Linked DNA regions of Bactrocera dorsalis: region 1 is linked to region 2. Evidence: chromatin contacts called from public Hi-C data. All regions are on one chromosome and are shown on one strand. The core of a region is the stretch at or near the end of the contact, and the rest is flanking DNA. Distances in the headings are between cores, read along the strand shown.

Evidence for each region. A called contact is a pair of places that touch in the nucleus more often than the background predicts.
Region 1: a contact with region 2 is called in a Hi-C map of whole body, with 5 times the contacts expected there. The contact joins two enhancer-like sites. A contact is called at or near these places in 2 of 2 Hi-C or Micro-C datasets (both in whole body).

Annotation. Positions count from the first base shown.
Region 1 is chr2:100,743,553-100,747,910 of ASM2337382v1, reverse strand. All of the region lies in intron 2 of LOC105226060 (mucin-5AC), which reads right to left. Among protein-coding and RNA genes, the nearest start is that of LOC105226060, 110 kb to the right of the region's middle. Within about 2 kb of position 2,105, the one cell type or tissue checked has open chromatin away from gene starts, as enhancers often do.
Region 2 is chr2:100,661,296-100,665,462 of ASM2337382v1, reverse strand. All of the region lies in intron 1 of LOC105226060 (mucin-5AC), which reads right to left. Among protein-coding and RNA genes, the nearest start is that of LOC105226060, 24 kb to the right of the region's middle. Within about 2 kb of position 1,287, the one cell type or tissue checked has open chromatin away from gene starts, as enhancers often do.

The DNA.
Region 1 (4,358 bases), core at 856-3,355, 82 kb before region 2:
TCTTTTAAAAGCATTTTATTATTTTTCAATACATTTAAATTTTCTATAAATGCAACTTGCACCAAGAGCTTTTATAAAGCTTTTAGAGAGCTTTTGTTTTTGAAGCCGTAGTCGCAGCTGAAATCAGTTTTCGAATTTACCAGAAAATTCTAACCGTCGTTGTAACATGGACAAAGAGCTTTTCCAGAGCTTTTGCTTTTTTATTTCAGTCCATTTCAAAGTTTTTTGAGCGTTTCTAGTAGACTTTTTAGTCTTCAATACCGGAAAAATTGTTTTTGCTGCGAGCTTTCACTATCAAAAGTTTTTCCAGAGCTTTCATTTTTTCAGTCAAGTCTGAAATCCATAACCATTTCATAATTTAATAGAAATTTTTATTTTGGCTACAGCACACACGTTACTTAGTCCAGAAAGTCTGTTTGAAGAAATATTTGCTGCCGATTTCTGCTTTTCGTTATCGAAATTAAAGCTTTGTGCGTATTCGTGCACACATATTGGCAATAAAATATATTTATAAATAAATACAAATATTTAATTAAACGAATTTGTATTATTTGAAGGTTTTTTGACGCTTCTTGCGGATTTTTTGGTCGTCAGTACCGAAACAAACCGTTTTTGCTGCGAGCTTTCACTACCAAAAGCTTGCGCGTAATATTCAATTTCCGAGCATTATCTTACAGTTGTAATAAGTATGCATAACGCGGGGTAAGCAACACTGCCTCACTCTTAAACTTAGTGTGTCGATGTTTTTGTTGCAAGATTGACAGATTAAACAGTTTTAATTGTCATTCACATGTTTGTTATTCTTATAAACAAACAATAGTCAAATAACCGCACTTTGGCAAACAAGCCCCACGGCGAAGTCATCAAAAGAGTTTGTTATTCACAAATTCAATGAGCGCCGATTAGCCGTATCGCTCACGGCGCAACAACAATGCAAACAGCCTGCGACGATGGCAACAGAGTTGGGGCAGCAGCAGCAGCGCTTTTCATTGATATCGCAATCGACAGAAGCTTAATCAAAACATGAAAGCATAAACGCTGTTTGTTTAAGTAAATGCAAAGGTGAGTATGAGTGTATGAGAGTGTGTGTGAGTGTAGGGTTGTGTGGAGAGAGGTTGAGTGGAGCGAGGCGGCGCCATAATTTTCAACAATTTGTTAATGCACAAGTCTGCCAAAGCGTAAGCAATATCAAAAGCCTATCACAGAACGCTTGGCATGAGGCGCACATACACATTAAAGCATATGTATACACATACATACACATATACATACAAACATACATAGAAACACTTAAATATACAATCACATATACGCGCATATAGGTTAAGTGCATGATGACTCGTTTCGCATATAATGGAATTGTGCTTGTATATTTGTTCACGTGTGCGTGTGCGTGTGTGTGCGCACTTTCATATAGCGAAATAAAGAATTTACGTATTTTATGACCTTAATTAGACGTGCATGGCATGAAATCATACAGAATATTTGCATATGTGAATATGTATGAGCACTTGGGCTTTGGCGAAAAGCGTAAACAAAAGAAGCACAACACAACAAACAACAAAAACAATAAACGAATACTAGAAATAGAAATAAATTAATCTTTTTAATCTCCCCAACAGCGGAGAGACGTTGGTAGCGTATGTACGTTCGTATCATGCCGCCGACGATTGACGAAATAATTGACGGTAGAATTAAGCTGTGGCTGCAGGTCATTCAATTCAATATACTACATACATATGTGATAAAGCGCAAGGCAAACAGCAACAAAGTCAACACAGCGAGCAAAAGAAAAGGCGCAACAATGTTTTAGTATATGTGTGTGAGTGTGTGAGGTAGGCTGGGTTGGCCATTAGATGGGGGGAGCAGTCAAAAGCAATTAAATGAAAATTTATAATAATGAATAGTAAGTAATGTTTGTTTGTGTGCATATGCATGTGTGTCTGTATGCGTGTGTTTACTTAACGGCGTATGGCGCGCATATCGAACGCCTACAACACACACACACACATATACATAAGATATTTACACGAACTGCTACGCCAGTCACTCTTTCAATCACGCCGTCACTCAGGCCAACCAGTCAGTTAGTCAGTTACTGAGGCAGTGAGTCAAGCAGGCACTTGAAATTGAAATGAAAGTCATGCTCCTAAATACCGGCGCGCTTAATACCTGCATGCATGCATGTGTGTGTGTGTGTGTATGTGGACTGCATGCATTTGGGTGGCTATTTGAAGGAAAGCAGAGCACGGCCGCGCCGGCAAGCGAGCGCGTAAGTGTGCGAGCGGGTGTGTTGGCGGTTGTTTAGACGTTGTTAAGTGCTTTGTTTGCCTGTTTATTTGACTGGCTGACTGTATGGCGTCTCACTCGTCAGTTTGGCGGCCGTCTTACTCGTCTGCCTGCCTTCTCAATCGTCTGTCGGCCGTCTCACGTGTCTGTCGGGCCCCTCACTCGTCTGTTTGGCCCTCTCACGCGTCCGTCTGCCCGCCTGTCATGCAATTGCTGCCTGTAAGCGCACTTGTCTGTATGTATGTATATATGTATGTGTGTACTTGTTTGTAATAATGTTTGCGATTTGTGGCCTTTTCTCTCTCACTACATGCACCATGATCTTGCCGCGCGCCCCGGTCTATCCACAAAAGTCACGACGAGATGAAGTGGAAGAAATATGCCGCAAGTTAAACAGAAAATTTCAGCGATTTTGTGGTTTTTTTATCTCAGCGTTTAGAATTTGTTTGAATTTCGAAACATTAGCGCATGCAGAAATGTAAATAAATACGGGCAAATAAGCAGATAGTTAAATACAAATAATTATAAATGTTAGCTTGTGGCTGTGTGTGTAAAGATAAATATTTGCGAAGACAAGTGTATACGGCGTGCATTCTGTGCTCGCTTCTAATGTGTGTGTGAGTGTGTGTACATATTTACGTTATTGTTATAAAATTTTATTATAATTACTTTTAGCGAGTTGCCGTAAGGTGGGAGTACTTACAGTTCATGCTTGCTTAAAATAAATACATATGTACATATATTATTCTATTTTATTCGCATGCCATAACACTGTCAATTCATTTTTATGGCGCTTTTATGGCATAATTTATTTGCAGTTAGCATTTTTTTAACGTTCAAATACTTTGTGTTTATGAAGTGTTGAAAATTATTTGTGTGCATAATTTTGTGTAATAGTTCATAAATTTTATTGCCGGCGAAATTTTGATAATGAGCAAATTTTTATTTATATATTTTTTAAATTATGTACATATGTATATAGTAAAAATAATAATTGGGTATTTAAAAGTTTGTAACACTAATAGAAAATGCCGAAAAGTCTATAAAGTACATAAATAAATAATCAACGTGACGGACTGAGCTGATTTAGCCCCATCCGCTGGTCTGTATATATGCGAATTAGTGCCACAATTTTTAAGATATCGAACTAAAATTTTGCATACGTACTTTTCTTCCCAAAAAGCTGTCAAATTATCGCTATTGTCGACATCGGCGCACTACAACATATAGCTGTCATACAAACTGAACAATGAAAATCAAGTCCATGTAAGGAAAACTTGTTTATATATCAAGATATCCGCACAAATTTTTCTACGAATTATTTTCGAAAAATAACGATAATATCCCCAAACAAATTTTTCAGATCGGATCAACCTAGCGTATAGCTGTCATACAAACGGATTAATCAAAATCGAATTCTTGTATGGAAAACTTTTTTACATGACAACATATCTTCACAAAATTTGCCATAAAGTATTTTCAAAGAATAGCGGTAATATCTCCAAACAAATTCCTCAGATCAGATCACTGTAACATATAGCTGCCATACAAACTGAACGCTCAAAATCAAGTCCATGTATGAAAAACTTTTTTATATGACAAGATATCTTCATGAAATTTTGCACGAAGTATTGTCAAAAAATAACGGTACTATCTCCAAACACACTTTTCCGATCCGGTCACTGTAGCATATAGCTGCCATACAAACGGATTAATCAAAATCGAATTCTTGTATGGAAAACTTTTTTATATGACAAGATATCTGCACAAAATTTAGTACGAAGTATTGTCAAAAATAACGGTAATATTTACTAACAAAATTTTTGGAACGGATCAGTATAGCGTATAGCTGTCATACAAGCTGAGCGCTGAAAATCAAGTTTTTGTTTGGAAACATTTTTATTTATTGCAATAAATTTTATTTTACTTATTATTTATATAAATTTTCTAAATATTTTATATATTTTTGATGTTTCAATGGTGTTTTACTTATTACTCGTATTAAGTTTATATAATTTTTACTTGTATTTCCTGATATTATTTAATTTCTATTTTAAGATCAGTCGAGT
Region 2 (4,167 bases), core at 38-2,537:
TACATATAAAGTATGTATGTACGCCACACTGGTCAAAGCCTCAGATGTTGCATGATTAGTCACTGCTTTTGTCTGCTCTGTGATGAGACACGGTTGCTTAGCGCAGTGGGAGAGGTGAGATAATATACATTTTTACTTTTATGCCCATCAAGTTGTAGTGTGGTGACACACACGTATGCGTGTGTGTATGTGTGTATAAACACCCGACCCCAAGCACCTGCGCACTGCAAGACTCACACAACTGCGAGAGAAATTCCTTTCATGTTTCGGCTGATTGCCAAACTATGTGCTGCATAGCACGGGCATAGCATAAAGCTTTTCTTCTTTCTAAATTCCGCTCTTTAAATTTGTTTACACCCGAAGGTTATTAGAATAACCGACACGTTCGCATCCTACGTTACAACACGTTTCACCCGCGTGCGACTCCGTTCACAGGTATGTAGGTATGTATGTAAGCGCTGCCACTCACACGCAGATACACAAACCAAATCAACGCACATGAGCATAGTGATAGCGAGCATACGAATGCTGTTGCTGTTGCTGCTGCCGCTATCAACGCACAAGCAAGAGCAAAAACGAACTCATCAACTCGCCGTATTGTTTCGTTGCTTGTGGGGCGAGTTGTAAACAGCGGCGGAGCTAGAGGCGCAGAGATATAGAAATCACTAAAAATAATCTGTCGACTTGCACTACCACCAACAAATATGTATGCTGGCCCAGAGAATAATAGTAGTTGGTCGTTGCATGGCTTTTTTAGGTCGTTCGTTGAAAGAGTTGACACATCGTTGGTGTGATGCCGTTGACCTCAAAAGACGCACACCGCACACACAGTAGACAATTCTACAATTATATGCTTGTGCATACGAGTATGTGTGTAAGCGACAACGCAGCGTAGTCCATGCATAGTGTAACTAGTGGTAAAGTGTATTTACTTTCGAAATAAAATTACAGCAACTAATGCGCGGGTAGTAGAACAATCGAGATGAGACTCGTTACATTGAATATACACTGCTCAACCGCACAAACATACACACACATAACATGTATGTACATAGAAATATGAGTGGCTTTTTCATACATACACACTATATCGCCACAATGTCAAATTTGATTTATTTTCTACACAACAAACGTGCTGCATTTCACTTACACAATTTAAACAATACAATAAATTTCAATTATAACAATTTCGCTCACTATTTAATCAATTAGAAGCAATGTTTTACAGCGCGGCGAGCTAGCAGCACGGGTCAGGTGTTTAGTTACGAATACAATAAATTTGCGAAATGCGCTCGTTGAATGACTTGCACAACTACAGTTGTGGTGGCAGTGGCGAGAGCGGCGTATAGACACCAGCACGTCAAACTGGCTGTTAGCGAAAATAGAAAACAAAAACAAAAACCTATTAAAATAAACAACAGCGGCGCTGTCAAGTAGCGGCGCTGTGCGGAAGGTTTAGTGAAAATCAAAACAAACGCTGACAGTCGCATATTTAGCACATTTTCAAGAATTTACAAATTTACACAGTTCAATTGTTTCACAACTCAATGCAAACAACCAGATACATATAAAATATCCAAAAATAGCGCAATAAAAATAAATGAAGCCTAAGCTGACGTTGCTGCTTGCTGCTGGTGCACGTAACGACGGCATAACGTGAATTTGGGGCAAATAACCATAACGGGCTGTACAATAAGCCGCACATGTGCACACAAATACTACACTACAAAATGCCCCACAGAGCCACAAATTTCTACAGCCACACATACATACGTACATGCATGTGTATGTACATGCAAATCAGTTTATAATGCGATAAAAGTTGCCAGTCCTTGTTATCATTTTTGCTGCTAACGCGCTGCACGTTTTTTCCAACACATTAAATGGCGTTAAACTTATACACTTGAGACAAATTATGGTGTTTCAGAGCTTGCTTCCCGACATTGAAAATATTTAAAACAAAACACAAGCTGTTCCGTATGTATACTGACGTAATTTAATAATATAAAAAACCGTCGCAATTTCGCAAAAAATTAGAAAACAACCGCTAGGTTGCTGATAATAATATTTTTTTGTTGCTTAGTTTAAATGTATAAACATATTTATTTTGACACGTTTTTGCTTTCGCTGTCGCAGCTTTGAGTGCTGTCTTGTTTTTATTTGATTAGCGCTTAATTGAAACAGCTTCTAATTATTGTCACTTGCGCATAAATATCGCCACGCTGCACTTTCACACTTTTGGCACATACACATATCTACACATAAATTTACCACTAGACAAAGTTTAACAGTGCACTTTTTATTTTTTCTATTATTTATGTCATACAGTGCTTTTATTTTTACTTTTTTCCAATATAAATTTTCGTTAGAAAAACCGTGACTGCTGCACTTTTCCTTAGATGGCCTGCCGGCGTCGCTTATTGTATTACCGCATCTTTCGAGCATGTCGTCTGTAAACGCCGCCGCACCTTGCCTATACACACTAATGGCACACCTAAGCGCAAAGTCAAACTAAGATTTTCCCAACTCACTGCATGGCAAAGGCTCGGCCAGTAGGGAAAATATTGAAAACATCGCAACGCCGCAACAATTGAAGTCATGGCAATGAAAAAAAAATTTAAAAAAAACTAAAATAAAATTGTGCCGCCATGTCACGCCGCACTTTGCACTCTTTGCACCGCGGAAACAAATTAGTTACCAAAAATATACACACACATACTCATCCAAAAATTTGGGCACACGATTTTGACTACTCAATGATGGTAACTAAGCGCAGCAGGAAAAAAAATTTGCTAAAATTGGCAAAAGCGAAGCACCAAAATCACTGAGTTTTTCCCAAATTAGTACTGCAGCGCGCACACGCGATTGCAATGAGTAGGCGCAAAAAGTACTCGCTAACTACTATTTACATCCCACATAAATTTAAGGCAAAACAACAACAAACAATTCGAGTTTTGATAGTGATACTGAAGGGGCGGCCTCCAGCGTTTATTGTGTCGAAGCCTTCATCGCGCTCTTGCTGTGGTTGTTGCTTTCATATGTTTTCTTGTTGTTGTTGCTGCTGTTATTAGCGTTGCTAACGTGCGATGTCTTCGCATGCGATTTGCATTTGCGAAACTGCCGCCAGCGTCAACCATCAAACGTCTGTTTGTACACTCGATTTGTACATACACGACACACATACACATATACGTGCTTATGCATAAGTATTTTTTGTACATTTCCATTGTACTTTCCACCACCGCACCAAAGCATCGCCTATCAAAATCAGCAAGTGTCCGCAAAAAACGAGCTCCACCATGACTTTCCCTTTCCTTCAATTGAATTTCTCACCTTCTACAATTTCGCTGAGCAGCCAAATCTTGTAAACTATGTACACACTAGGTGGACGCAGAGTAGTGAGCTGTTGTTCAGGCGGTTTTTCGGACGTTGCTGGTGGACTCTTCTACTCGCCTTATTTATATTTCGTTGTCCGTTACACAAAGCTGTTTTTTTTTTGTACACAGCGCTCATGTATGTACATATTTCAGCTTTCATCAGCAATTTTCAATGAGTGCACTGGTTGCCTACATTGTTGTTGCCGCACAGCGTATTTCATTGAAAATTGATTTCGAAATCGTCCTCAACGTCGAGTTCACTATTTTTTTGTATCAGACTGCAATTTTTCGTATTTTCGTATTATTGTTTTTGTTGCTACATGTATACAATTTCGTTTTATATTACTTTCTCAAGAGGCTAGCTTTCAGAGCACCCATCCGGGAAGTTGTCAGTTAAGATTTTGAACAATGGTTGCCAATTGGATTTTGCGTTTCTCGCAGCGCTCACAATGGACAAGCTACACTCTTCACTTCGCACATCACTAGCAGCTTTATACTTAAATAAATTAAAGCCCGTCCTCACAACCACACGACCGTAGCGGCAGTAATTGTTTCGGGCACACGACTGACCAAACGTGCATCTGCCCAGGTATGTTTAGCCATCAAAGCCACCCAAATCCCTGCGCCCAATTCATACACGTGTTAAAGCTAAACAATTCGCACACCAACGCATAGAAAGCAAGGGAGGCAGCAATAGCACCCCAACTACACCGTTAAGCACTTCAACGGCAGCCCCACGTGTAAGCGCAAACATTTGTTTAGACGTGTGTGTGTGTGTATATACGCGCGC